Linked DNA regions of Mus musculus: all the other regions are linked to region 1. A link is a contact called in public HiChIP or PLAC-seq and promoter capture Hi-C data. All regions are on one chromosome and are shown on one strand. The core of a region is the stretch at or near the end of the contact, and the rest is flanking DNA. Distances in the headings are between cores, read along the strand shown.

Region 1 (3,647 bases), core at 434-2,933:
GGGCACCAGGCACACATGTGGAGCACATGCATGCACCCAGAGAAAACACTCACATGCACACAATGAAAATAAATCTTCTGGAAAGCACACATGTGTGGGATGCCCCAAGCACATAGGCTTCCTCAGGAAGCAGCAGGCTGACTGTAGGCCTGCTAAAATCATGGAAAATGAGAGCAGGCCCTGTAGTGTTCCCCGAGTCCTCCCAGTGCTTCTGAAGTTCCCACTGAACTGGTAGTACACAGAGCAATCTGAAGACAGTTCATTAAATGTGTGTGTGTGTGTGTGTGTGTGTGTGTGCGCGCGCTGTCTTAGTTAAGTCAGGCTTGCCTGTCCACTTTAAGGTTTACACTGACTACTGGGGCTATGCATCTCACTTAAAAATTATCACAGTCCATAGACAGGCCCCTCTGAGATAAATTGGAACATCTCCCAGTAACTTCCATTTGTACTTAGGCTTCCAAAGGAACACTAAAAATTGACTCTGAACATATTCCACACATTTCTTCTCATTTTGCAAGTAAATACACTGATACCCCAGATGAGTGAAACACCCTCAACAAGCTCAGTAGCAGTATCTAGGCATAGCCTCACTCTGTCCTGCATTGTCTGACCTTAGCCCTACCATATGATACCTCTATGCATCCATAGCCTCATTCTTTATCTGTATAGTGGGTATTCAGAATCACCTGCAGAAAGCTGAGTTTCTCCTCCCATCAGAAGTGAAGGACAACCCCACAAAGCAATCATTACAAATTTGTGTTCAAGAGCACACAATGTCCAAGGATTTTATTTTTATGGAAGGATCACAAAAGAAAGGAGTGAGGACAATGAGGCTACACTGGATTTGATCCCATCTAGATGATGTCAGATGTAATTCCCAGGACAACAAAGAATAGACAAGAATATTCTTGTAGGAATAGAGGAGTGTAGAATAGTCGTCCTGATTCCTAGCATGGGAGTTCTGGATACCCAGGAAGGCGCTGAGAATGGCAGAAGTCTCCAGTGAGCTCTTAGCAAATCATGGTCCAGGTCTGAAGAACTCCCTGGGAGATGGAAACCCTCATCCCACTATTGACTCGAATCTGTAACGAGTTTAGTAGCTATTGAAATAAAAAGTTCATAAGGAAAAAGGCAAGTATATTTCCAACCTGAGTGAGCAAAATGCTTCATAACAGACCAGCCAGCCAGCAACTCCCCTCCCCACGAAGTCCCTCTTTAATGCTCTTGTACTGAGCAGTATCCAACACACAACTCAATGGTCAATAATTGCTACTCAAGACCCCAGAAGTGCGAGTGTAATCAAGTCACCTGCGAGGCCGAGTGCTCACCCTCTGCTGTCTATGCCAGCCCTGGCCCTCACTTGGCCACACTCCCTGCGCGTACCCTCTCCCCAAATCCGGGCCTTGAAGCCCAGAATCCTTGGAACCAGACTGAGTGTGGGCGCTCTCTGGTGAGGGCCAGGCACAGGCGGCACCTCACCGACTCCGCCATGCTCACCTGGAATTCCAGCCCGTAAATCACCGGGGCGTCGTCTTCCATGATACTCTGCCTACCCAGCTACTCACGCCTCAGAGCTCGAGTCCCCCCTCACCAGGGATCGCTCAGAACCCATTCATTCCCCGCCTGAAAAATGGACTACGAGACCCAGACCGGCTCCCTGACGGCTCACTTCCTGTTTTCTTCGTCGCGTCATCAATACGCTCCTCCCCGGTGGCCAATGGCAGCTGGGCCTTTATTCTGCGCATGCTCATTTGGCCTTTCATGAGACCCAGCAGCTACAGGAGATCCTGGGTTGGAAGGCCGGGCCCGGAGCAAAAGCAGCGGGAATGGACGTCCATCAGGGCGGCGCTCTTATCCTGCGCTGCTCCCTCAAGTTCCAAAGATCTGAGCCCTAAAGAGAACAGTTAACTTGGCATTATGGTTGGCAGAGCTTTACTCCTAAACCGTGGTCCTGAGCACCAGAGCACTGCCCAACCCACTGCCAGGACCTTCGATCCAGCCTCAGAAGCAGGCTCTTAGATGTCCATTTAAAGATAAGATGCTGCAAGCTTGAGTCAAGACTGTGGTGATGGTGTAAGTGGGCAGTGACATACAGCGAGCGGTGTGCACTTCACGTAACCACCCAGTCCTGCACAGAGACACAACTAAGCCCACGATCTAAACTGTCCAGAGCTCTCAGAGACAGAAGGCTCTAGGACCTGGCATGGAAAATACTGCAAGAATGCACCATAGGAAATGAACTGTCTTGGTTCTATGAAGTTCTGGATCTCCACACGCGTTTCTTCTGTGTTTTGACTTTGCCATTATCTCTTGACTGACCTTCATGACAGCAGTTTCTGTGATGCTACCATTAGCCCCCTTAGTAGTCATCCATTGCCCACCTTTGTCTTACCTTGACTTTCTGATAAAACCTCTGGCAACTAGCTTCCACCGATCCCAAAGCTATGAAAGTCATGAGATAGCACCTGAGACCTACCCACCTACCCACTGCTTCCGAAGTGTGCTTAAGAAGTAGGTATTTTTGGTTGTTACTGTAAAACTTCATCAAATTGTTATCATGTAGGGCAGAATCTACGGTGACCTGAATCTATGTTCCCAAGCTATAGTCACTCACAGAATAAATTCTTCTTCCCTTTGAGATGAGAGCTGTGTTTTTACGTTGTCATAGAAATGTGACACAGAAAATCAAGAAAGCAAGGTTCTTGACTTGAGGACGATTCTCAACCAACCATGAGTTCAGCAAGCAAGGCTGACTCTTGACTCCTTAATTCCTCCCCGCAACTTTACGGATGTTAGCACACACTGCCACAGACACAAGGGGGGAAACGTGGAGAATCAACTAGCACAAAGATAAAATCCTAGGAAAAAACATCCTTGGTTGGTGACAGGCCCAAGGACAGACGATTTTCTTCAATCTCCAGGACCATCCTTGTCCCCTACCCAGTTTGGCCTTAGGCCCCGCCCACAGCTCTTGAGCCGGATATGCGCCCGGCTTCCAGTGGAGAGCTTAGCGGCTCCCAAACTGAGCATGTGCGGAAGTCGGGTCTCCGCGGCCAGCACACGCAGACGCACAAACGCGCGGGACCTTGGATCTTGAGTTTACTTCCGGTCTTCCGTCATCTCTTCGGACCCTTTTCGCCTGTGGGTGACCCGACCTCAGGGGCGGGTGGCAGGTGAGGAGCGGGTCGCAGTGAGGAGGGTCGCCGGTACCCTTGACCTTCCCACAGAGGGCGGCGTCCTCGCGTAATCAACCGCTCTCGGCCACGCAGAGTAGCCCCACGAGGGGCTGGCTCCTTCGGGCTTTAGCCAATTCTGTGTGCTCCCTGTGGTTTTGGACAAGGTACACACCCTCCTGACCTCGGTTTTATGTGTATAAAGTGCGGGTTCGTTAGCATGCTTAGAAGGTGCCCGTGTTACATCACCAGTGTTCGAGCTATGTTTTTGGTTTGCCCCAACTTTTGCTCCTGTCGACCTCGGTGTGTCATAGCCCCACAATAAATGAAGCACTGCAGTAAGCCAGAGTCGGGGTTAAGAGATAGAGGATGGGGTGCCATAGACATAACCTGACCACTGACGAATGAGTAGTGTTGTGTGGGAAAAGTGATTCCTTCCTGTAAGCATTCGGGAGATTGTGATGTGGAATATTT
Region 2 (4,016 bases), core at 770-3,269, 2.7 Mb before region 1:
GGCTATCAAGTACTTCCTGGGTAAAAGCCAGCTCTTAGGCAATCTAAGGTGTTGTATAACCAGAGGCTTTCAGCACCAGATGTATAAAGTGAAGCACGACCTCTCCAGGGTATGGCTGAGGGTAAGGTTTTCATTGTAGCTATGAGGGGGAGCACAGCCAGAGGCATCTGCGTGAGCCCTGAGCAGGAAGAGGAAGTAGTAGACCAAACATGGCCAGAGGTTTGGACCCAGCCACGAGAGGAAATAGGGACAAGAGAGGAAAATGAGAATGAGAGAGGGGAGGGGAAGAAGGGAAGGAGGGAGGGAAAGAGACGAGGGAAAGACAAATGCCAGGGTTATACAGAAAAGCAAAGCCTGGGGGGGGGGGGGAGGGAAGCCCATGAGCTGAAGTGTAGGGTCCACGGGGCTGAGAGGAGCCACTGGTACTTATGATATTGTGATACTGAGGAAGCCTCCTGGAGGCCAGCAAGTACGCACCACACTTAGCCATTTGTCCCAGTTCCTTCTGTAGCAGACAGTGGTTAAATAGCCCAGCGCATCAGCCCTAGATTGAGAGACATACCAGTACCCAACCCCACCCGACTAATTCCAGCAACTGAAAAATTATGAAAAACACCCCGTAGTACAGAAACTTACATTTTTAACAACAACAAAACCAAAAGGATATCGACTTAGAAATGTCCTTATTTGAGTGTACCTACAACCTTGTTTGTAAAGCCGCAATGAGTGGGAGTCTTGGAAAAGACCACAATTAAGACAATCACTAAATAACATGGTATACTTACACTAGGATCACTGCAGTGTTAGTCACCGTTGTTACTGTGCAACGCACACAACACATTGCTACACATACTTGATTCAGAATTGAGTACTGTGAAAATATTTTTAAGAAAGGCCAACATAATAATGTTTTATTGATCTAGGAACTCTGGCACTGAAAGCGTGAACAACCCAAGGTAACGATGTCGTCACCAAGGGACAAGCATAGAGCCCAAATCCCTTGACTCCTAGGCTGATGTTTTCCACTAATTGTGTTCCTTTCTACTCATACGAGAGCTTCAAGTGTGAAGGGCTGGGGAAGGCAGAAGACCTATTATGAGCCAAATCGAGGTGGGGGGTGCTCTGAAGGTCTTCAGCAGTCGCCGTTGACACTCTTCTTTGTTTTGGCTGAGCAAGATGAAAGCGGCAACCACAGACCCCAGGGACCAAGAACTGGAACTAGGTACCGCCTGTTGTGGTAACTCTCTTTTCTTCAGTCGGGGCCTGCCCTTTCTCATCTCTTCCTTCTAGTCAAGCTCTAACGCTCTCCCTCCGACTCCATCGGTCCCTATCTTCCCTCCTTCACCCCCTTTGCACACAACTGCTTTGTATTTTCGTTGAACGGGGACCTCCTGGTGCTCCCTCCAGCTTTAGCAGGGATTCCAGGAGCCTGGTGGTGTTCTCTAGAGCCATGGGCTAGTTAGCATTGTAACACGCGATTCAGTTGAGAAACTACGGTGGGAGCCAGGGCAAACGCGCGTGTCGAGTGGGCGTTGGGGTTCCTCAGGACAAAGCACAATTAGACAATGAGGACCTTGCCTCCCTCCCGGACGCCTAACACAGCTTCCCTCGGGCACCCACGGAGCGTGCGTGTTTACACTTCTCTACACCCGGCGGCGGATCCGGGGGGCATTCCAAACCGTTACTCCGCCCGCTGGGGTGGGACCAGCCCAACGGCTGAGACTGCGCTCTGGGCGGACTACAAATCCCAGAAGGCCTCGCGCCGCAGGGGGGCGGGCGGCGGCTTACCTGCCTGCCGCGCTTCCCTTTGGTTCCTATTGCTTTCTCACTGCGAGAAGTATCATTCCTACAGCTGAGGGCTGCCTCTGGGGAGAACTAGCAGCCTCGACACCAAAACCCTCGTGTTCCCCCTCTTCCCGCCTCAGTCCTGGCTATGTCTGACTCCTTCGCCGGAGTCGGGTGCTACGGCTAGGGAGGGAAGCCCGTGAGAGCAGTTCGGGCGCACTTCCGCCTCTGCGCTCCGGAAGGTAGGGCGCAGGCGCTTACTGCGACTCCGGAGCGACTGACTTCCGTTCCCACTGTGCCCCGCGAGCCGAATCATGGATCACACTGGTAAGGAGGCGGAGGCAGCGGGGGTCCTAGTTTCTTGCCCCCGTGGCTCGTGTGGGACTGGTCGCCCAGCAGGCACAAGGGGCTATGCTCGCCCCACTGCGCCGGGACGTGGCGGAGAGGAAGCAAGCTCAGACCCGGTCCCGGGCTGAGTCTGCTGCTTCCCGGCCTACCCTCCGGAGCGGTGCCTCCATCCTGGAGACCGGCAGCACGGCTCCTTTGGTGCCGCTGAGCTCGTTTCGGGACCCTCCTCCGCGCAGACTTGTTGGAAAGGGAGGGTCCCAGTTTTGTTTTTGTTTTTGTTCTCATTCCGGTTGCTTTGCACTTTTGCTGGGGAAATAGGCGGGCGTTTTCCACTCTCGGAATTGGAGAAGCGTCCGGACTCTGGGCGAGAGTGGGTTGGAGACTTCCTGCTGCCTCTCGGCTTCGGGCGGCTGCTGCAGTGGTCACCGCCTGTGGTTATTGTCTTGTTGGCTTTTCGCGGACTAGTGGTTAGAGAAGAGAGTCGGATATAGTTTTCGAAGTTATAAGCGGAGCATCTTTTCTACCGGAACTCAAAGCATGCCCGGTCCTTCGGCCGTGGTCCTTTCGCATCTTTTGGGGACATCGCATATTACGAGTAGCTTCAAACCTCATTTCTGCTGGCTTCGTTTTCTTGGTTTTAGTTTTAGCACTTGGCTTTGAGTGCTTCAGACAGTTTTATCGCCAAGCAGGAGGAAAGGCTTTTTCTTTAGGAATTGACTGAGTGCGCCCAGTCTTCAAACACTAAGTTATATAATTGCATGCAGATACTTGTAGGCTTGGAGATAGAATGGTGGAATGGTAAACAATAAGACTACGTTCTTGTCTTCGAGTTTTCATTCTGTCAAAGGAGACAAGCAGATTGGTTTCTTCTTTAACAGCTGTTTACAATTTGTGGTGAGAACTTTTAGAAACAGGTGCTTGCCGGGCAGTGGTGGCGCACGCCTTTGATCTCAGCACTTGGGAGGCAGAGGCAGGCGAATTTCTAAGTTTGAGGCAAGCCTGGTCTACAGAGTGAGTTCCAGGACAGCCAGGACTACACAGAGAAACCCTGTCTCGAAAAACCAAAAAAAAAAAAAAAAGAAAAGAAAAGAAAAGAGAGAGAAATGAATGCCCATGGAGTAGGAAGTTTCAGAGTGCCAGGGAAAGGTGTTTTTGGAATGGTAGGAAGGTATAGAGAGGACCAAATGTCGGTAGACTAGTTAGCTTTAAGTTGAGAAGGAGAACACAAATTACCTTTTTCAGGACTTTGAAAATCATGATAAAGGGTTTAAGTGGCTATGAAGCAACAATTTTGACTCTTCTATGGAGAATGGTGTAGGAGAGGAACAACAGAAGTAAGTATAAATCATCTATGGGTGGTTGCAGTGCCACAGAGGGAGGCTCAGTTTAGTTGAATCGAAGCTCAGTGGTAGAGCAACTTAACCAGCTAGCACGGGTCCCCAGCAACGCCGTAGGGAGAATGGGAGCAGGACAGAGAGAGTAGGCAGGGGGAGTGGGAGCAGGACATAGAGTAGGCAGTTGCCACAAATATTTTGGTGGAGAATCCAGCAGCTGCTAATAGGTTGGTTTGTGGAAGTATGTGAGAGAAATGAAAAAAACCTGAGTTTCCCAGTAGAGTGTCTTGATACTGCATGGGTAAAAGTATTACCCTAGTTTCTAAGTTATTAGCCAAAGATTGCCTGGGGAAATAAAAATTATTCTAACATGAAAATAATCACTACTGACCTAGCTAAGGTTAAAAAATGAGTTTCAGGGCCCGGTGGTGGTGGCGCACGCCTTTAATCCCAGCACTTGGGAGGCAGAGGCAGGCAAATTTCTGAGTTCAAGGCCAGCCTGGTCTACAAAGTGAGTTCCAGGACAGCCAGGGCTATACAGAGAAACCC
Region 3 (4,085 bases), core at 164-2,663, 2.9 Mb before region 1:
TTTGAAACCACAGAAGGAAAAAAGCAAGCATAGTTTTAAGTTCAGTTTAAGCTCAAAGGCTGGACAGCTATTAAACACACACACACACACACACTCGTTTCAGGATTTTGAAACTTGGTTAAATTTAAATTTCAATTAAGACACAAAGATGAGGTGCATCAGGCAGAAACTCTAAGAATATACCACAACCTAACTCTGAAAAACATCACTAGTCTTGACAAGATATAAAATATCTATTAAAAAGATATAAAATATTCAACAATCAGGGAAAACACCATAATTTAAATTTCAGTTTGATCCTTTAAGCCACTCTTATGTGGAAAATTAAAAAAAAAAATCTGTTCCTACTGTATGCAGAATACTGCTTTTAACTCTGTGGAATATAAAAAGAGGTTCCTATGCTTGGCTTGGTAGCCTTTGATCCCAGCAGGTGGTAGACAGAAGCAGGTGTATCTCTGTGAGTTCAAGGCTAGACTGACTGATCTACAGGGAGTTCCAAAACAGTCAGGGTTTCATAGAGTAACCCTGTCTCAAAAACAAGGGGGAAGGGGATTGGGGAGGAGGAGGCGCAAGGGCCTCGGAAGCAATTAAGGTGATAAATGCAAACGCTTTTAATAGATGAAAGAACTTAGTGTCAACTAGAGAAAAGATGGGATGATTAAGGCCTAATACCTTTAGCAAACTGAATTTTGTTCTGTCTCTCAGATTGAGCATTAATACAACCGAACTTGACTTTCAAGCGTACTATACTATAGAAAGGTATATAGTTAATTTACTTGGGATAATTTCTCTTCAAACTACCAGTAATCCTGACTTCAGTACTCGACATGTATGGATAACAGAGGCACCTGCATAGCCCAAGAACTGAACACGGAAATTTCCAACTCCACATTTTGCATCCTCCATCCCTTTCCTTAAGCAGCGAGCGGTCTGTCACCTAGGGTGAGTTCACACTTCTGGGCACGGACAGTGCAATCCTTGGTCAGGAACTGAGCAGCAGTAGCGGCTATCAGCCCCGACCACGTCGTGCAGGAACTACAGCGATGTCCCGGGCGCATCATGATCCAGTGCAAACCCCAGCAACTAGACACCAGGTGTTTTCCCCAAGACACCCACGGGAAGAGAGGAACACGTTCCCCGTGAAACTGGGGGACCAGGACAATCCCGGACGCCAGGGGGCCGGGCGGAGGGGAGTGGCCAAGTCCAGACAGGAAAACTTTGTGCAAAGTGACCGGTAGGATTCTCGGACTCTGCGCAAGGCAGGGCGACCCAGGCCGGGCCACCGTCCGACGCCTTACCGTCCTGCAGGATCGCCTGCACGGTCGCCGCCACTACTGCGGAACCCGAAGCCCCACGGCCTGCTACGGAAATTGTGCTGTCTCCACCTTCCATGTTGGCAAGTGCCGGGTTGATGACGTCTTGCAATCGCCCCGCCCTCCAAGTGACGCAGAATCAAGGCGCCGCCCCACCTGCCCGGCCCGGGTTGCGTTTGGGAACCTAAGTACTACAATCCTACGTGCAAGGAAAGACAGGTCGCCGCCGGGGCCTTCTCCCATTCCGCTCCGGACGCAGCCACCGCGCCGATCTCCAACGCAAGTATTGGGCCTGAGAACTCCGGCGTGGGGAAGAGGCTCTTGGGAGCGTCACGGCCCTCCTCGCCCAACACGTGGGAGCTTAGGGCTGCTCAGCCTTACCTAGTCCCCGCCTGGAGTGGCAAGCCCGGGTAGCAGGCAGTATATGCTGGGGAAGAATAGTTGTTAAGCTCTGCCCTTAAAAATAAAAACGTTTAAATATTCGTAACTATTTATTGAGTTGGTCTGGAGCTACTCTGCATTTTGCATTCCCTTAACATCGCCTCAGAAGATTTTTCCCTCCTGTGTTTGACCTCAGTCACGATGCGGTAGCGAGAGGCAGCGCGCCTAGAGTTGCATTAGATTTCAGTATGCATAGTTTACGAAACTACTTTGTTTGTAATAATCATACACGACGAATAGCATTATCTGAATTACAGGATGATTTTCTTTCCTTAGCTTTCTTGTTTTTCACAAAAAAAAGATTGACTTTAGTCTACATATTAATATGCAATAAAGTTTTTAACGCCCACTATACATACCAGCACAAGTTTTCAAAAAAAAAAAAATTCACTTATATTTTAAAAGGAATTCTAGGTGTAGAAGCACATATTACCAAAATATTATGTCCGGTGCTGCATGCTTTGGAGAACTTTAAAACAAAATATTGATACCTTCATCCCATAAGTTCAGAGAGCTGTTTTTGGTCTTGGATGTGACTTAAGCATTTTTATTCCTAAAAGTTTCTGCATCCTAATTTACTATCAAGATTGAAAGCTATAGCTTATTCAAGAAATTCATACTGAAGCAGACTTTGCCATTTAGTCTGGCCACAAGAATGAGTAAGAGCAAAATCATGCTTTAGAAAGTCAGTCATGACGCCATTGCCGATCACCACCTCCTAGTGTGTACCAGTTCTGTAATGTGTAAGATTCTTCCCTCCTTTGCAAATAGTCTCTTAGTGGTTTACTCCGTGTTTATTCCTCATATCGACATAGCCCATCTCTGACTTAGCTTAATTACGCTCCCATTTTCCTCTGAACAGTGTTGACACTTCCAAAGATTTCTTGCAAGCCATGACATCCTTCAGTATATTGGCCTTGTGTTCATTTAGCCTACTGCCAAACATTAAAGACTGAATTTTGAACAACTAGCCTTTTATAGAGTTAGCTTTTATCTGGCAATAGATTACAAAGGCCAAAATGGAATATAAAAACAAAAACTATGAAGTCAAAAGCTTTAAGTACAACATGAAAAATATTAAACAATTTTATCACTTGTACTTTGGGCATAAAAGTTATTTACGGTGCACTTACTTGGTAATAACTGAATATCTTCACTGGTAATAAATTTAGATTATTTAAAATAATAAAGTTGTTTCTGCCTTCTGATTCACAAAAAAACTAGAATAAAAGTATCAGAGTTTCTTTTTTAAGTTGTATGTGTATGTATGTAGATGAATATATGTGTGTGCTACAAGTCCCCTCAGAGGCCAGAGGTGTAGGACCCCCTGAAACTGAGCATAGAAGTACCATGATCCTCCCAATGTGGGTGCTAGAAACTGAACTCAGATCCTCTGCAAGAATAGTCCATACTCCTAACCACTGAGCAATCTCTCTAGCCCCAAAATACCAGGATTTGTTTTGAAATACGAGTTTCTATTACTGCCACCTAACTTTCCTTTTTTTCGGTTTGTCTATCATACAAAGTATTTTATGGGAAGCAATTAAAGCCAGATCCCTTGGTTTAATCATGAAAGTAAAATGCATGAAATTAAAAACGAATCTGAAGTTGGGTATGGAGGCACACCAGGGTAATCCCAGCACCGGCAAGGTTAGGTTAGCAACTATGTAAGCTAGCCTGGTATATAGCAAGATCCTGTCTCAAAAAATAAGCAAAAAAGTAACAATCAAATCATCACATGACACACACAGGGAAAACCTAGTGGTTTCCCATATCGTCTTTGAAAACTACTCTGTGCAGTTTTTCACATTTATTGATCCTGTAAGTAGAGGCAGAATTTGGGAAGATATTCTTTTATTGATAAGGGGGAAAGAAACTCAAATTATTTCTGAGTACACAAGCTCATGAAAGATGAAATTACAAGAATAATAGTTTTGGGTTTGTTTGGTTTTTTTTTTTTTTTTTCCAATACTGAAATTTAAACCCAGGGTCTGCCACATGCAGCAAGTATCCTCCCATACAACAGCTATGTGACCAGCCCAGTGATGGGGATTCCAAATACTGAAATGCATAATTCTCTTTGCAGACTGTCTTTTTCAGACTTGAAACTAACCTGTACACATGAGAAGTGACTCCTTACCAACCACAATATGTCAAGAAAGAAAAAAAGACCCGATAGAAATGTTTCATTCTGGACAGCTGGTAAAAGTCTGTGCCCCGATGGTTCGATATTCAAAGTAAGTATTGTTAAATTATTAATAAGCCAATATTTAGCTTCCCTTAGATGTACCCAGTTTTGTACATTTTTCACCACACATAGTATGGTGACTC
Region 4 (3,666 bases), core at 434-2,933, 2.5 Mb after region 1:
TAAAAAACCAAAAGAGCAAACAACAAACAGACAGACAAAAAAAAAAAAAAAAAAAAAAAAAAAAAAAAAAAACTCCAAAAAACAAAAAAACCCTCCAGAAGACATAGAAAGAGGTAGCTAGCCAGTTTTCACCACTAACTCGCTTTCAGGGACCTGGGGCCATTTGATGACAGGTTTGCTTTGCTCCTCTATCCTGTGGGTAGACTGCACCCACTGTCTTCATTTCCTGGGCTGTAGTGCTCCCATCCATAAATCAGGGAAACTGGAGATCAGTAATGAAGGGGGTCAGCCAGTTTCACTATTAAATTCCTCAAAGCTGTGGAAGCTGGCCCTGGTGTCTAATCTCACTCCCAGTGTATTGTAATGTCATAGTAACCCAGGTGCAGTCCCCAGGATTTCATCAGAGAGGGCACAGACAATGCCCAGGCTATGAGGCTAGGAATCAGTCCAACAGGTGTTTATTTGTTTGTTATTGTTGAAATTCAGAATCTGAATTACAGTTCCATTAAAAGGGGGACCAAAAAAAAATCTGCCTCTTTCTAGATAGAACCAATCAGTTAAGGGAACAAGAATGAAATATCCTGGAATATGACATATAGTACTGCTGATACTGGATCCTAGGCTTCCGGATTGGGAAGGAAAAAGGACAAGTTTTATCAGGAGATGAGAGCCCTTTGGGAAGGAGCCCAGTAGCTCCTAACTCTCCCTGACTCCCCAGCTGACAACAGTGAAACACTGATTAAGAGGCTGCTGTTTTTTTCCCAATGGTAGCAGCAATCGTTCCCTGGAAGCCAGCTCTCTTGATTAATGTATAAAGGAGATGCGAAAACATACACTCTGCTTTTCTGATACTAAATATACACACCTTTAATCTCTGTTCTCCAGCCTATGCAAGAGCTCACCAGAGAAGAAAATCAAATAGCATACTGTATACAGAAGCTCTCTCCCCCCAAATGCCTGGTTCCTGATTAGAGCAAGAAGAAAGAATAGGATGCCACAGGGAAAGGCACACATCCAAACTATGGAGAGATATCATATTCCTTCTCTCAAGGAAGTGAGGAGCATCTATATGTTTTAATTAAAATATGAAATGCATTTAAGTAAATCTCACTAAGCTCTGAGTCAGCACCTTTAGAAATCATTTTCTCTTTGTTGCAGCCAAATGCAAAGTGATTGATCCGACTGCGAAGTGTAGGGTTTGTGGGACTGTATCAATCCGCCATTTGGAGACTCCGCGCCAACAGTTGTATTTGGTAAGGCGAGTACTAGAGGGAACTCGTAGAAAACTAAAATGCTTGTCAACAGATGAGACACAAATGTACGATCCAAAGCTGTTTCTGGAACGAGCCATTTGGGGAACTGCCACACAGCTTGAGAGATCTGAAAGAAAATGCAGGCTCCACGTGACAACTTTAAATAAAACATAAAGGCCTTTGCTCACAGGGTGGGGGGTCTTACTCTTGCTGATCTACTAGTTTTCCCTGAAAATTGTATTAGCTTGGAAAGTAAACACAATTACTCTGTGAATGCAAATTATGCTTCTAACTAATTACTGATCGAATCCAGCAAAGGACAGCCACATTTTTGTCTTTTGAAATATAATATAAGAAACATTTGTAGTGTGGAGGCTTACCTTGTCCGTCCGAGGAAATTAATTTTCTTTCCTTACCCAGAAAGATTGGTAATTAGCTGGGAGTGTGATGTTCCCTTGTTGCTATGACTACAGCAAGACTTCATAAGGCCCCAGGACTGAGAAAGAGCAAAGGTGACAGAGCCCTTGAGGGAGAGATACTTCCTTGCGGAGCAAGTACAGCCAGCTACCCACCCCATCACACAAGAAGAAGAGGAGCTGGGTTAAGCCTACGGTGCTAATTTACAAAGTATTTTAAAATCAAAGATTGTCCGCACAACATTGTTAACTTTATCTTCTTTTTTCCCCCTCCTTTTTCTTCCTCTGTTTTAAACCCAGGTGTTCTAGGTAATTTGATATTGCTATTGCCTCCAGGGATTTTGTTTGTTTGCTAGTTTTAATCCAAGGAAGTAAAAGAGGCCTCTCAGAGCCACAAGGTTGAAGGTCAAAGATCCCTGGGGTCTGCTGAGCCTAAAAACCCTCCCATGTGGACATTTTCTTAGGTAGAGGAGGCTGCCCATGCTGGAATTTGAGTTTGAGAGCAAGCTTAAACCCCAGAAGCTTCACAATCTTAAACAAGACTGATTCCCCATCATCCTAGTCTTACTTTCCCTGTTGCTTTCTTAACGTTTGATATGAATCTAGGATTCTGTAGGATAGACTTGGACCACCAACACACTTGTTTTTCTGTTTTAAATATGTCACGTTATGAGTCTGTTGTCCTGTTCCCAGCATCCCCCACGTGCTGAGGCAGGTGCTGGCATGAAGCGAGTGAGTGTGAGCCTTTAGGGAATTCACGTGGAAGGGAAGGAGAAGGGTGCACTTACAGGAATAGCATTGGTGCTTAGGGTAGGAAATGAAGGAACGGAGACAAACCTTGACCAATTCGGAGCTACCAAAGTGGAGGACATGGTGAGGTAGGCATGCAGTGATCACAGATAGCAGATGAGCCTCATGGTCTCTTTTCCTCTAAGAATCATACAAGGAGTTTTGAGCATTTCCTTGTGAGGGATCCTATCATTGTCACAGTATAAGTAAATCACATGCAAAGCTACATACTTTTGTCTCATGCATTACAGAAAAAAAGGAAAGCCAAAATTCAGCTCTGGAAGTCTAAGAATGTATGGCTATATTTCTAAAATGTAGCCCATCATACAAAGAAAACAAAAAGACAGACACTCAGTGACGACTTCCTCCTCCTCCTCCTCCTCCTCCTCCTCCTCCCTCCCTCCCTCCCTCCCTCCCTCCCTCCCTCTCCCTCCTTCTCTCTCTTTCTCTCTCCTACCCCTCTCCCCCGTGTGTGTATGGGTGTAGTGGGTGGGTATACACAACTGTACATGTATGTGTAGAAGCCAGTGTGAGATGTATTCTCCATCATGGTAGTAGGTGGGTGTGCACATCTGTGCATGCATGTGTTGAAGCCAGCAGTCAGTATGAGATGTCTTCTTTTGGTACCTTCTCCTGTCTAGAACCGTAAGCCAAAATAAACTCTTGCTCCCATAATTCACTTCTAGTTGTGGCATTTTATCTCAGCAACAGAGAAGTAGCTGAGACATTAAGGTAACAATGTAGTGGCAGAGCTTGTGCTTAGCATTGGAAGGTTCTGATTTCAATCTCTAGTGTATCCTCTCCCCACAGAGAACATCATTACCCATCAACACAACAGAAACCTTTATATCCCTTAAAAATGGTGAGTACATTTTATATTTCTTCTTTGGAACAAATTTTATACTATAAAAAATTAAGAAGTATGTTTATATAGTGTTCTATTATTTATCTTTAAAAAATGAGTGTGAGCCTTAATAAGTTAAAATAGTTGTCATGGATGCTTGATGGCTTGGGTTTAATTCATGAAACCCATAAGGTGAGAGGAAAAGCATCCCTCAAACTCTACACTTTTGCCTAGGCAAGTACAACCATACAGACATGGACACAGACACAGACACAGACACAGACACAGACACAGACACAGACACAGACACAGACATAGATGCACATGCACGCACACACAGAGAGGGAGAGGGAGAGGGAGAGGG
Region 5 (4,177 bases), core at 348-2,847, 2.4 Mb after region 1:
AAATGAGTTATCACCTTGTCCTGCCTCAATGGGAGAGGATGCACCTAGTCCTGCGGTGATTTGATGTTTCAGAAAGGGTTGATACCCAGGAGGGCCTCCCCCTTCACAGAGAAGGGGAGGACGGTTGGAGGGAGGGGCTATGTGAGGGGGTTGGGAGGAGGTGATGGAGAGGAGGGGAACTGTTACTGAGATGTAAAGTGAATAAGTGACTTAATTAATAAAAAACAACAATAAACCAAACCAACCAACCAAACAAACAAACAGAAAAGAGGCTGAGCAAACCATTGGGAGCTAGTCAGTAAGTGGCGCTCCTCCATGGGCTCTGCCCTGAGTTTCTGCCGTGACTGCCCTCAGCTACAATGAACTGGAAGTATGAACCAAATAAGCCCTTTCCTCGACGAATCGATCACAGAGTCTATGACAAAACAGAAAAGCACACCAGGATCACTCTCAAGTTGCATTTCCGAAGGTTGTAAGGGCCTCCTGTTCCTCTTTGCTCCAGAGGACCACTTACAGGAGGAAGAGAAGTTCAAGGATGGACCTTTGGAAATGGAGGCGTGAGATAGATTTACAGACACTGTTTAGATTTACGACAAAGAGCAGGCACCAGAAACTCAAGGTTAATGTTGCTTGGTCCCTCAGTAAGCACACTTGGTTCACATTTGCCTCATAGGCATCCTATGGAAAGCATAAGTTGTCTCTGTGGGCAGCATGGGATTGCTGATGCTTTCTGATGCGGTCGGCAGGACCGGCCATCTGGCCAGCTGGGGGTTTTTCTCACTCTTTCCCGCATTATCCTTTCTGCCTTTCTCTCATGCCTCAGCTATGCAGAGACTGCCATTTTACATAAGGTCTGGTGCATCTGCAGATTTTGGTGTCTGTGGGAGGAGGCAGAAGCTGGGGCCATCATCACTGGCTTGATCCCAGGTGATAACTATATTCCATTCCACAGTGAAACGTATTATTGTAGTTTGAGATGTTGACCAAATTGTAAATTATACCTTATTTTGTATGCATATATGTATGCCTTTGTGTATGAAGGGATATGTGACTGTGTGTGTGTGTGTGTGTGTGTGTGTGTGTGTGTGTGTGTGTGTGTGTGTGTATCTCTGTGTCCATGTGTTTGTAGGTCAGAGGACAACTTGCAAGAGTCAGTCCTTTTGCCATGTGATTTCATGGGATTGAACCTAGGTCTTCAGGCTTGGTGCAGTTGACTTTACCCACTGATCCACCCTGCCAGCTCCCCACCAAAAAACTTTTAAATGTAAATTAAGGTTCATCCCAACACGATATAATGCATTATTTCAGACATGACAAGCATTTCAGCGGATGAGCCAGAGGTGAGCCAGAGGTCTAAGATAGGCATTTTGCAGTGGTGGTTTAGAGAGAAATGAGTAACAGACCAGGAAGGAACCCTCCTGTTATTAAACTAAACAATAGTGCAAACATCAGCACTGTTTCAGGAGGGCTGCTGGTTGGCTCCTGTGAGGTCAGGCCCCTGCAGATCTGTTTGTGATGGTGAACCTGAGAAGGGAGGCAGTGACCTGCAGAGTCAGCATGCAGGGCACCTCCCCGTGTGGCTGCTGTGGTCAGGATTGTGCAAGATGTGGCAAGATGAGGTCAGAGAAGAGGGTCTTGCCCAAGCTCTCAGCCCCAGTGGGACTTAAGTGGAGGCCTTTGGCTTCTGCAATTGTTCCCAATTTGTTCATCTATATAGGGAGAATGCTACCACCGTTATTTTAGTCATGGGGCTCCTTAGAGGACTGAAGACATCATGCCTCTAAAAATGTAAAGGCAGACGTTAAAGTGAATCCAAGAATACCTCCTGGTGGGAAAGGGTGAGACCTTATCCATAGCAATGGAGAGAGCTGGGGTCTGGAGTTGTAGCTTAGTGGTAGAGCGCTTGACAATTGTCCCTAATTCCTGGGACCCATGGCTGGCACTGCATAAAATGAGTCAACAAATAGTAGAAATTAGAAACTGCTCATTACTTTCTTTAGTTTTCAGCTAAAGGTAGAAACACATACATGAATAATACCCCATGCTCTCCTTATTTTTTAAACATATTCTTTTTGTTAAGATTGCAGTGATATCTGTAGCCCAGGAATGATGTGTGTGTGTGTGTGTGTGTGTGTGTGTGTGTGTGTGTATGTGTGCATGCACATGCATGTGCATACATGCTTATGCACATGCATTTTTGTAAGCATCCTCTCTCTCTCTCTCTCTCTCTCTCTCTCTCTCTCTCTCTCTCTCTCTCTCTCTCTCTTTTTCTTCCCCATTTTGTTCATGCACAGATTCTTTCTCACAGTGTCTAGGGTAGACTGGACATCTCCAGGGTTTCCTGGGTATCTTTGGTCACTGGTCTGGGTTGTGAAGAAGGAGCACGCTTGGGATGGTCTCTTGGTTCTTTTATTTGTTTGCTTGTACATTCACGTGTAGCTCTAGGCTTAGGATGTCACATGGGAGCCAGAGTTCAGATGGGAGGCTGTGGATCAAAACGATCAAGGTGATTGTTAGTGGTCTTCAGATCATCTTGGCCTGCTCTATTTTTCTGCCTGCTGGATTTGTCCATTTAACACCCATAGGTGGTGTTAAATCGACTTAATGGCTGCTTCTCCTCTGTACTGGTATCAACTTTGCCGTATGAGTTTTGGCACACCGTTGTTGAGTATGTACATGTTTTTATGTTGTGTGGTGGAATTTGCCCTTTTATAGTTTGCATCACAACAGTTCCCCTTTGCATTGAACTCTTGCCGTTCAGTTTTCTTTGGATTAGCTTTGGCATGGAGCACGTGTCTCCATCCCTTAACTTTTAATCTGCTTCCGAAGCTTTTCAGCGAGTTTCTCATAAACAACGCAATGGGCAGCTGTAGTTTGCTCTTGAGCTCATTCTTGTACCCATTCAATAGAATACTTTTAATTTGAAGATTTCATAAATATATACAATGTATTTTGAATATATTCATTCCCTACATCTCTTCTTAATTTCTCCTGAGTTCACCCACACCTTCCATCCCCTCCTAACTTTGTGCCCTCTTTTTTTTAAAATTTAATTTAATAATGCACAGAATAATTTTTGCTGCTCATATACTCCTGTGTGCAGAGTCATCTGCAGGGGCATGATGGACCTATTAGAGGTCACACCCTTAAAGAAGATGAACTCCCATCCCTTGGAAGCCATCGTTGTCATTTTCTCAGCTAGGTGTAGGGGCTCACAGTCCCCTCTATCCTCCCTACTGGAATGTCACCTGGCTTGATCTTCTGTTGGAGCCACCACTGCCCTGCTGTGAGTTTCTGAGTGCAGTGGTCCTATGATGTCCAGAAGACTCTGTTCCGCTCCCAGCTGCAGTCTCACAGACTTTTAAATCTCTGTTCATTGCTCTGAGCCTGTGAGTTGGGATAAAGATCTGTGACCAAGAACCACACAGACACTTGCTCACTTTGAGAAGTTGTGATTTCTGATTAACCGCCACTCGCTGCACAACCGCTCTTGGATGAGGTCTTTTAACTGATCTTTTTAGGCAAATCATGTTTAACATGATTTTTTGATATGATTGCCTAGGAGCTCTAATACCAATGGATAGCTATTTTCAATTCATTGATTTCTTTTCCTTTTTGATTTTCCTGTTTGTATATTTATGGTATTAGCAGGTTTTGATTAGCCAATTGATCATACCTTATCAAACTAAATGAAGCTGGCATCTTAGGTCTCTACCCTAATGTGCCATTCCTGTCCCCAGCAGTGCCGAGTCACAGTGTCCTGCAGTCCCTGTCTGTGAAGGTGGCAAGAACTTAAGTCACACAAGGCTCAGAGAGATACCTTGTGAGGTTGGGCTATTTTAAAGACAGGGTTTTGAGAATTGACCTTTTAGACTGTAAGAGACCCTAGAGATGCCCCCGTTCTTCTGGTTTTGAGCCTAACATTGTTGCATCAGAATAGCTCTTGCACCTTTACATCGGTGAGATGTTTAAAAGGTTTTATTCACTCATTACTCTTTGCTCTGTTAAGTGGGCAGTAATTATCTCTGTACTCGTTATGTGGATAGTTTCATCTTCGGTCATCTGTGGGATTGGCTATATAACTGATTTAGAGCCATTAGACAAGCAGAGAGCCTGGGAGAAATGTGATTCATGGCCTTTATGGGACTGGCCCACCAACTCTATCAGTTCAATTGTA
Region 6 (3,725 bases), core at 690-3,189, 2.9 Mb before region 1:
AGTCTATATTCTGTGCTTACTTATTCTTTTAACATGTAATGTTCCCAATATAGTTGTATCCTATAGCAGTGTTTGTGTTAACAGTGACGGCAGTAAGAGCTGAGATGTAACCCCACGTGCAAATTCTTTTCAGAGACCTCTACTTGGGTGAAACAGGAATTCTTGACTGTGCCACCAAGAGAAAAAAGAAAAGTGGCAGGGGTGGGGGAGGAATTTCAGAGGCTTAGTAAGAAGCAGAATTGGAGTTTATTGTTTTCGAGCTGGAGTTTCATGTAGTCACAGAAGCTTCAGAAACACTCTCCAAAACAAGAAAACAAGAAACAAGAAAACGAGAAAACAAGAAAACGTGAGCAAGTGGTGAGGGAGACATTGCCATCCACCTTTGCCCTCCACCACCATATACATGTGCACTCGCAAAGAAGGTTCTAAAGAGCGTACCATAGATTTAAGCACAGACATTTTTTTGTTTTGTTTTTTTGTTTTTTGTTTTTTCGAGACAGGGTTTCTCTGTATAGCCCTGGCTGTCCTGGAACTCACTCTGTAGACCAGGCTGGCCTCGAACTCAGAAATTTGCCTGCCTCTGCCTCCCAAGTGCTGGGATTAAAGGCATGCGCCACCATTCCCGGCGCATAGACATTTCTAATAGACACTTAGCAGAAGGACACTACAAACCCAAATGAACATGGGCTGCTCAAAAGTCATGATTAAATTAAGCATCTGAGCAACTGCACAACAGCCTTACAGGGGATTTTTAACCTTTTGAAGTTACATTCTGAGATTTGCAAATATTCACATATGTTGAAAACCTGGAAGTATTTGGAGTTCCCTTTTAGATTCCTAGTTTTGTTAATAAAAGAATGCCAAAGCTTTTTTTAAAGGGCAATACTATTAATTTGGAATTAAAAACAAACAAAACAAAACAAAAAAAAAAGGTAGCCAAGGGGATGGAGAAGAGGAGGAAAAAGACAAAAGTTACATCTTTAGGCATAAAGGGTCCAATAACACTGCCTTGTTCAGAAATGAAGGTCTACCAGTACTTCCGGGAGGGGGCAGGTATTCAGAAATGAGAAAGCCCATTATCAGCAGAAAGCTTGCTTAGGCTTTTGGCCATCCACTAAAGAAAAACAGAGGCAGGTGTTAGGCTTTTCTGAATTAGAACCCAGAAAACCAAGCAAGCTTACTACTGCCACAGGGCAGAAGGAAGCTCCTTCAAGGAGTGCCATCTTGGGATGTGTAAGTGCTGCGTCGTATTAATGGAATAATTATCCCTCCCACCTCTTTAACACATCTCCAAGTGAATCCTTTTTCCTGGATAGTGAACTCCTGGCCAGCTTAATGGAGACAGTATGTAATGTAGTATGTAATGTTATCGGGATGCCAAGTCTCTACTTGGAGCAGGGATATTACAGGAATTGACCAGAAAGCCTAAGGAGAGGCAGTAGTTAGGTTTTTCTTTCTAGTGTTACCAGGGAAACCAGAGGTGGAATGCAAAGTTAACCAAGCATGAGAGCATCCACCCTCAAAGGTTTCTGGGGCCTATCTAGTTACCTAAGGGAATATGGTTAGGTAAAGGAGTAGACCCAGCAGTTCCCACAAGTTGCCTGGTCTTGCCTATGGGCACGGTAGGACCAGGAAAACAGCATGCAAAACACAAAACGCTCCACAGACCCCCCAGGCCTGGGCCATGACTTAAATTCAGTTTAGCTCCGGGCAGGGAGGCAGGTTACCACCCTAGGGCACCTGGCTGGGTCCCACCATAGACCCGGGCCCTGGCTCCCGTCATCCGGCATCAGCCGCATCGGGGATCAGCCCTCCGGGGATACCGAGCCCACGTGGAGGAGCCTCGGCCGCCTCACGCCGCGCACCAGGAAACAAGGGCCGCGGGAGGCGCGGTCGCGCCAGTGTGACCTCAGCCGGGCCCGGCGCGCTCCCGGCGGCGTGGGACGTGCGCGCGCAGGCGGGCGGCGGGGCACGCGGAGCGATCGGCGGCGGGTAAGCCTGACGGGCGGCGGGCGGCCCCGCTGCTGACCTCGCGTCCGGCGGCTCGGGCCGCGGCGTTCTGCGGCCCGAGCCACCTCGGGACCGGGGAAGAACCTGCGGGGCCGTCCGGCGCACTGCCTCGTCACCCGGAGTTAGGCGAACTCCCGGCAGGCCCCACGCCGCGTGTCTGGCCGTTCACCCATGTTTCTCTAAAATTGAAATCTTTCTCTGTATAGGTGTGAAGAAAAAACAAAACAAAACGATGACAATCCAATGGGCGGCGGTTGCCAGCTTTCTTTATGCTGAAATAGGACTCATTTTACTCTTCTGTCTGCCCTTTATTCCTCCACAGAGGTAGGAAACCGTCAGATCCTTAACAGTACCAAATGTTTGATTAGCTTCTTCAGGCTACGGCGTGCGATGCTCTTTGTAAGGTTAGAAAGTTTTGGGAGGGCCGGCGGGGTGGCTCAGTAGGTAAAGGGCCCTTGCAGCCAAGGGAGAGAATTTCAGTTCGATACCCAGAAACCACCTGGTGGAAGGGGAACCGACTCCACAAAGTTGTCTTCTGACCGCCACACTTCCACCCTGGGACGCCCAGAAACACCCATGCACGCACATAAACACATGATGAATACACATGCATACATACAACAAATGGATAATTAAATAAAAGATGGGAGCCAATTATATAAAAGGTAGTCTTTAAAAATGAAACTCAAATTTGCAATCTGGTAACTATTAAAATTCTACTTTATATAAAGCTTGATTCTGTGTACAAATAGATTTTCACCTCCTTTTTAAAAGAACCTAGGTTTTTTTGGGGGGTGGGTGTCTTGATTACAGGTATAATAAAGCCATGGTTATGCCTTGGACATCTTTCCTGTCTATATATCTATATTCTCTCTCTCCTCTCTCCTTCCTCCCCCTTCATCCTCTTCCCCCACCCCCCACCGCCTCTTCATTTCTCTCCTTCCTCTTCCCCCTCTTCCTCTCTCCCTCCCCTTCCCCTAAACTGCCCTGCATTTGAGCAGAGAAATAAAAGGATGGGTGCAAAACTGTTTACTTGGGACAATAAAATGGACTGGCTCAGGGTCCACGCAGTCTTTCAAAAACTTGAAACTCCTCATCTGCTTGGTTTGCAGCTCTTCTCTGTCCTGGTCTCCACACCATGCCCTTTCCTTCCCTCACAAGAAGCAGTAACTCATACTGTAGGAAGGGATGTACCAAGTTCTTCCCACCAACCATGGGTTCTATAGATCACATGCTTAAGGCCAGAAAGGCTCTGTTCCATAACCTAAGTCACCTAACTGGTCAGTGTCAGACTCCAGATGAGATCCTTAGCTTACAGTCACACAATGCTGTCCCTGTTCTTTCTACCTCAGATTTCAAGCAGACATATTTGGTACTACTTATGACAGTCTCACACATATTCAAGAAGTCATTTTTTTTATGCACAACAGATTTATAAATAAGGCTTAGAGCTTTGATAAAAAGAAGTCATCAGGAGGATTGATAGAGCAGTCTTTTTCTTCTTGCCATTTACAGTTTTGTACCCATCCTGATCTAGTAGCTGTTAGATGAAAGTGTGAATCGGTGCACATGACATATGAATATTGTCATGTAAGAACATGTGGTACACATGTACAGGAATCATCTGTGCCCCTCCATGTGTTTATCCACAGTGTGTATGTCAGTCATAATCTTTCAAAGTCTTCATTTAGTCTGTCTAGTCTTTTCTCCTGTAG
Region 7 (4,149 bases), core at 1,482-3,981, 2.2 Mb before region 1:
CTCTGTAGACCAGGCTGGCCTCGAACTCAGAAATCCTACTTCCTCTGCTTCCCAAATACTGGGATTAAAGGCATGTGCCACCACTGCCTGGTGTCACCCTGCTCTTGCTATAGATAATTTATAGATCATAAATTAATGCCACCAACAATCAACTCTCAAAACCATTAAACATTTTAAACAAACAAAACCAAACATCAACAGAAATATAAAAAGGGCACATTTGGGAAAAGGGCATCTAGACATGGCTTTCTAAATTTTCATTCTGTGTTAAACCATGTCCTCAAATTTTAATTTACATGGGTTAATTTGCTAATTTGATAAAAATTCCATTAGAGATCAAAGAAATAAGAACACAACTAAGTTAATACTGTTTTTAGAATAGTTGATAAAACCTTACCATCCCTGCCTGCCTTGCCTCTGCCCAAAGGTTAAGTCTCTCAGGAGGCTCTGAGATGCTGTCTTTCTTGAGATGCTCACCGTTAAACACGCTGTTGACACCTCCTGCCTTTGTTTCTAGATCACTGTAGTCTTTCTGGGGCTTGAGCTTTGACTACTTACTTTGTTGTAGGGAGACCAAGTTTGTCATATCCATAAGTCGCAGTCCATGTTCCTAGCTAGACCATTAATCTCCTTAAGCAAAATTTACAACCAAATTATCCATGTGAACCCCACTGTCCCCCCCATCTCCCCAAGGCTTTGGATGGGGACAAAGAACTGGAAGCAAAGGGCAGAAAAAAATCTTTGCTTTGTATCTGCTTCCCAGAGAAATTGAGGGAAATGTTGGGATAGGAAAAGATCACAGATGCATGCTTTGTGCATGTCAGTTAAAAAAAAAGGGGGGGGGATAAGTGAATGTTATGGTAGAGTCCTGCACTTCACAATACCACCTGCAAATGAGTGAATGGACAAGGACTCTTAGTCACAATGTATCAATTAAAAAAAACCAGAGTAAATGTAACCAGAGTTTTAAAGCTAATTTTCTTTGAAAGGTAAAAAAGAGAAAAAACAAAAACCAAGGTAATATTGACTTATTTCACAGACATTGAACACAGTGAGCCAATAACCAATTCTCCTTAGTTAAGATGCAACAAACAGGATGAATGTTATCACTTAGTCTATTTTAACCTCCAACATAGCAATTTACAAACAACCAGATGCTACTATGGTATTTCAATAACAGGCCACAGAGCAGAATAAAACAGCACCTTCAACCCAGCCGTGTTATTCTCTAAACTTTGTGTACAAGTGAACTAACTCATTAGTAATCGAAACATTTCCTCATATCTCAAGGAAAATACCTGGGCCAGCAGGAATACAGAACCTGTTCACTTGGTAAACACAGAACAGGGCAAGGCTTCTGCCCCAGGCCAGGGCATTCCTCCATGGAGGTGGTTACTTCAAGTCTTTCTTCCCTGGTCTGCCTTGGCAGGGCAGTAGTAACATCTGTTGAAAAGAAGCCGGCACATTTTGCCAGGGGAGAAACCTGCTTCCTATTGTTACCTATTCCTATTGTTCAGAGCACTAAAAGAAAACAAAACAAACAAAACAAAACAATAACCAAACCAAACAAAAAAAACCATACAGGCACTATATACTAGAGATGCAGCAATCAAATTACCCTCCACACCACCCCTTTGTAAAGTATCGCAGAACCAAAGACACTGTGTCAAAGTCCTGACACCTCTACCTCTGGAAGTCCCAAACGCATGTGAGCCCCTCCCCTAGGGACTATCCTTTCCCAGAGATCACATTCCCACAAAGGCCCTACACAACCCCCAATCTGCACCTCCTTCATCTGTGTCAAGTACACAGGATGCCAATTCTCAAAACAATTTGAAACCAGAAGATGGTAAAACATCAGATATTAGGGGAAAAATAACAAAATGAAAGTCTGTCTTCAAAACTGGAAATGCTGGAGGAAAAAAAATTTTTTTTCTGCAATGAAGCGGAACGACTGTGGTTAACAATCAACCAAAACCTTTAGCCAGGAGTGTAGAAAACTAATCTTGAGTTCTGAGGATTTACAAAAGGATCCGTGCAGTATGATCTTGGTGGATGCGCCCAGACAAACCCAGGGACTTGACTGTTTTCTCTCCTCTTTCACAACGCCCATCGCAAGAGGAAGAGTTGCCGCGGTGCCGACACGCCCCAGCCGCTCAGACCCTTACTCACTGGTGCCTGCCGCTCCTCTCGGTACCCGAGCTCCTCACTCCAGTCCAGGAAGAGGAAAGCGTTCTCCTTGGTCCGCCTCCCTGACGGGACCCGCCCAGCGGGCGCACACCTGACCCAGGTAAGGGAATAGGTGTATGCCCTGTTTTTGCCAAAGCGATCACTGGTCCTATACCCTTGCTCAGAACGTAGCTCATCTGCGTCCACCCGCCTCATTCCTTTGAAGCCTTGTAAATCACCCCCTCTTCTTAATCGGGGAAACCCACTGCTAAGTACCGTGGCCCGGCCTGGGGTCGGTGGTCCAAAGGGGTAACTTAGCTTGGAAGGGCGGGTAGCTCCGATCGGAGGAGCCACCCTAGGAGGCTCTGCAAGCCGCTATCCTTGAGTTCATTGGCTGCCCTGGCACATCCTAATCCTCCCTGCTCAACACCGTGCCACCCAAGCTGCTCTGGGGGTCGCCCCGCGTTCACCCCGCCCTCACTCCTTAGACGTGCGACCTGGGCAGAGCTCAGAGTGAACGCTAGCCCGGGCTGCCAACCCGAACGCCTAAGCCCCGCCCTCTAGGCGACTTCTGGCCCCGCCTCTGGCCGCGTACGAACGTGGGGCGGCGGACTGCGCATGTCCACGGTCAGAACCCTGGCAGTGCGCATGCGCCTCGTCCCGACGCGGTTTCTGGGCGCCAGGGTCTGCACCGAAACATGGCAGAGGTTGGGTCCAAGTCAGTGCTGTTCGTGTGTCTCGGTAAGGACTCGCCGACTTAAGGGTCTTTTTCTTTGGGACCCTGAAGTGCTCTCCCTGTTAGGCTTCCGAACAAGAGCGCTGGGCGGAGGAAGCAGATCAGAAGGCCTTGGCTGGGCCCGCGTCTGAGCACATACTCGTTTGTCTGCCTTTTTCATATGCATCCCCCATCATCTGGTACTCCTCTGAGCCCGAGATCTGTGTAATTTTTGTCCCAGATTATGCCCTTCCAAAGCCCATGTCACCCTTCCGAGTGCCCTTCAACCACAAATCTTTGTGCGAGTTCTCTCTCTCAAGCCCGTAGACCCCTCTCACTTGCTCCTCCTCTTTTAAGTCTGAGAGTCGCCCATCATCTGCTTTGGCAGTTACTTCCAAATCTCTGTGCTGAAAAATATCCAACCAAAACAACTTTAGGGAGAACAGATTTGTTTTGACTCAGTTTCAGAGGTTCAGGCCCCTTTTGAATGGTTGTAGATTCTGGGCTTGTGGTGAGGCAAGGCATCATGGTCCTTCAAGGTGGCCAGAGCATGAGTCAGGGACTATTTGCTCCTGTGGACGGGAATCACAGAAGGGGAGAGTAGAGAGCAAGACAAGCGTTAGCCCCAAGAGCACGCATCGGGATGTATTTTCTTCTGCTCAGCCACACTTGTATCTTTCATTACCTCCAGTCATTTCCTCATATTTTGAATCTACTGGGTTAAACCATTGACTAGGTCAGTGCCCTTATGATCACATCCTCGGGGGATAAGCCATCACCGACGTCCTGAGAGTTGTCTTTTTCTAATCAGTTAAGGTCTCGATGACGATTAATCATCATCCCTGTTATTCCCTCATGCTCTTGTCCGTCACCTAACTTGCTTTTCTTCCTTTGAACCCTCTCACCTGCTAACTGGCCCAGGTGGCTTCATATCTGTAGTGTGACTCTCTAAGCTGGCCCCTTCTATTAGAACAGCTGGAGTTCTTGCCGGAAACCCCCACCCCCACCCCTGTTCCCCATTGTGCCAACGTGAGCCTAGGTTACAGGAAGACCATTCTGTGACAGGTTTGTTTGATGTCATCCTTGGGTCACAGTTGCTATGGTTCTCAGCCAGTCTCTTTTCTTTAGGTCTCTCTGAAACCTTGGTTTTCAGTCCCTAGGACAATTACTCATGCCATGTGAAAAACAGTTTGTTTTTAAATGAATAATCTTTTAAGTACCTTCTAACACAGAATTTCAACCTTGATTCTCCTTTACATAATATG

Evidence for each region. Promoter capture Hi-C pulls out the DNA fragments that hold promoters and counts their contacts. HiChIP or PLAC-seq counts read pairs in DNA pulled down with a chosen protein or histone mark. Capture Hi-C pulls out chosen DNA fragments and counts their contacts.
Region 2: an H3K27ac HiChIP or PLAC-seq map of thymic regulatory T cells shows a contact between it and region 1, with 9 times the contacts expected there. The contact joins the promoter of Cbll1 here to the promoter of Eipr1 in region 1. A contact is called at or near these places in 1 of 39 promoter capture datasets (pre-B cells), 1 of 484 Hi-C or Micro-C datasets (CD4 T cells), 1 of 115 datasets of contacts at active chromatin or transcription factors (thymic regulatory T cells) and 1 of 9 other capture datasets (liver).
Region 3: a contact with region 1 is called in a promoter capture Hi-C map of pre-B cells. The contact joins the promoter of Cog5 here to the promoter of Eipr1 in region 1. A contact is called at or near these places in 1 of 39 promoter capture datasets (pre-B cells), 1 of 484 Hi-C or Micro-C datasets (CD8 T cells), 2 of 115 datasets of contacts at active chromatin or transcription factors (pro-B cells and thymic regulatory T cells) and 2 of 9 other capture datasets (adipose tissue and liver).
Region 4: a promoter capture Hi-C map of hippocampal neurons shows a contact between it and region 1, with 2.8 times the contacts expected there. The contact joins the promoter of 4930480M12Rik here to the promoter of Eipr1 in region 1. A contact is called at or near these places in 2 of 39 promoter capture datasets (hippocampal neurons and liver).
Region 5: a promoter capture Hi-C map of liver shows a contact between it and region 1, with 2.9 times the contacts expected there. The contact joins the enhancer-like site here to the promoter of Eipr1 in region 1. A contact is called at or near these places in 4 of 39 promoter capture datasets (the 3T3-L1 cell line, hippocampal neurons, liver and 1 more) and 1 of 115 datasets of contacts at active chromatin or transcription factors (astrocytes).
Region 6: a promoter capture Hi-C map of pre-B cells shows a contact between it and region 1, with 8 times the contacts expected there. The contact joins the promoter of Bcap29 here to the promoter of Eipr1 in region 1. A contact is called at or near these places in 2 of 39 promoter capture datasets (liver and pre-B cells), 1 of 115 datasets of contacts at active chromatin or transcription factors (pro-B cells) and 1 of 9 other capture datasets (liver).
Region 7: a contact with region 1 is called in a promoter capture Hi-C map of adipose tissue, with 2.9 times the contacts expected there. The contact joins the promoter of Sh3yl1 here to the promoter of Eipr1 in region 1. A contact is called at or near these places in 3 of 39 promoter capture datasets (the 3T3-L1 cell line, liver and pre-B cells), 4 of 484 Hi-C or Micro-C datasets (B cells, CD4 T cells, Th1 cells and 1 more), 5 of 115 datasets of contacts at active chromatin or transcription factors (astrocytes, large pre-B cells, pro-B cells and 2 more) and 2 of 9 other capture datasets (adipose tissue and liver).

Annotation. Positions count from the first base shown.
Region 1 is chr12:28,749,855-28,753,501 of GRCm38.p6, reverse strand. It overlaps Eipr1 (EARP complex and GARP complex interacting protein 1), which reads right to left and starts at 1,683. Exons shown (of 9, transcript NM_201357.3): 1 at 1,498-1,683. The coding sequence starts at 1,539. Trappc12 (trafficking protein particle complex 12) reads left to right here and starts at 3,102. Exons shown (of 12, transcript NM_178811.5): 1 at 3,102-3,340.
Region 2 is chr12:31,497,619-31,501,634 of GRCm38.p6, reverse strand. It overlaps Cbll1 (Casitas B-lineage lymphoma-like 1), which reads left to right and starts at 2,019. Exons shown (of 6, transcript NM_001253847.1): 1 at 2,019-2,112. The coding sequence starts at 2,100. It overlaps Gm40362 (a long non-coding RNA gene), which reads right to left and starts at 2,015. Exons shown (of 2, transcript XR_872643.3): 1 at 1,789-2,015.
Region 3 is chr12:31,652,197-31,656,281 of GRCm38.p6, reverse strand. It overlaps Cog5 (component of oligomeric golgi complex 5), which reads right to left and starts at 1,413. Exons shown (of 23, transcript NM_001163126.1): 1 at 1,299-1,413. The coding sequence starts at 1,392. It overlaps Dus4l (dihydrouridine synthase 4-like (S. cerevisiae)), which reads left to right and starts at 1,456. Exons shown (of 7, transcript NM_028002.2): 1 at 1,456-1,592; 2 at 3,841-3,991. The coding sequence starts at 3,876.
Region 4 is chr12:26,209,284-26,212,949 of GRCm38.p6, reverse strand. It overlaps 4930480M12Rik (RIKEN cDNA 4930480M12 gene), which reads right to left and starts at 1,683. Exons shown (of 3, transcript NR_046278.1): 1 at 1,634-1,683. It overlaps Gm29687 (predicted gene, 29687), which reads left to right and starts at 2,445. Exons shown (of 5, transcript NR_131149.1): 1 at 2,445-2,547; 2 at 3,269-3,320.
Region 5 is chr12:26,396,176-26,400,352 of GRCm38.p6, reverse strand. The region is part of intron 2 of Rnf144a (ring finger protein 144A); the gene reads left to right. Among named protein-coding and RNA genes, the nearest start is that of Mir6538, 17 kb to the left of the region's middle. Within about 2 kb of position 1,597, at least 49 of the 459 cell types and tissues checked have an H3K27ac peak or open chromatin away from gene starts, as enhancers often do. A contact at or near this core is called in liver, where this site is marked.
Region 6 is chr12:31,632,872-31,636,596 of GRCm38.p6, reverse strand. It overlaps Bcap29 (B cell receptor associated protein 29), which reads left to right and starts at 1,939. Exons shown (of 8, transcript NM_001164090.1): 1 at 1,939-1,992; 2 at 2,217-2,334. The coding sequence starts at 2,243.
Region 7 is chr12:30,910,251-30,914,399 of GRCm38.p6, reverse strand. Sh3yl1 (Sh3 domain YSC-like 1) reads right to left here and starts at 2,731. Exons shown (of 10, transcript NM_013709.5): 1 at 2,173-2,731. The coding sequence starts at 2,173. Acp1 (acid phosphatase 1, soluble) reads left to right here and starts at 2,788. Exons shown (of 6, transcript NM_021330.4): 1 at 2,788-2,910. The coding sequence starts at 2,868.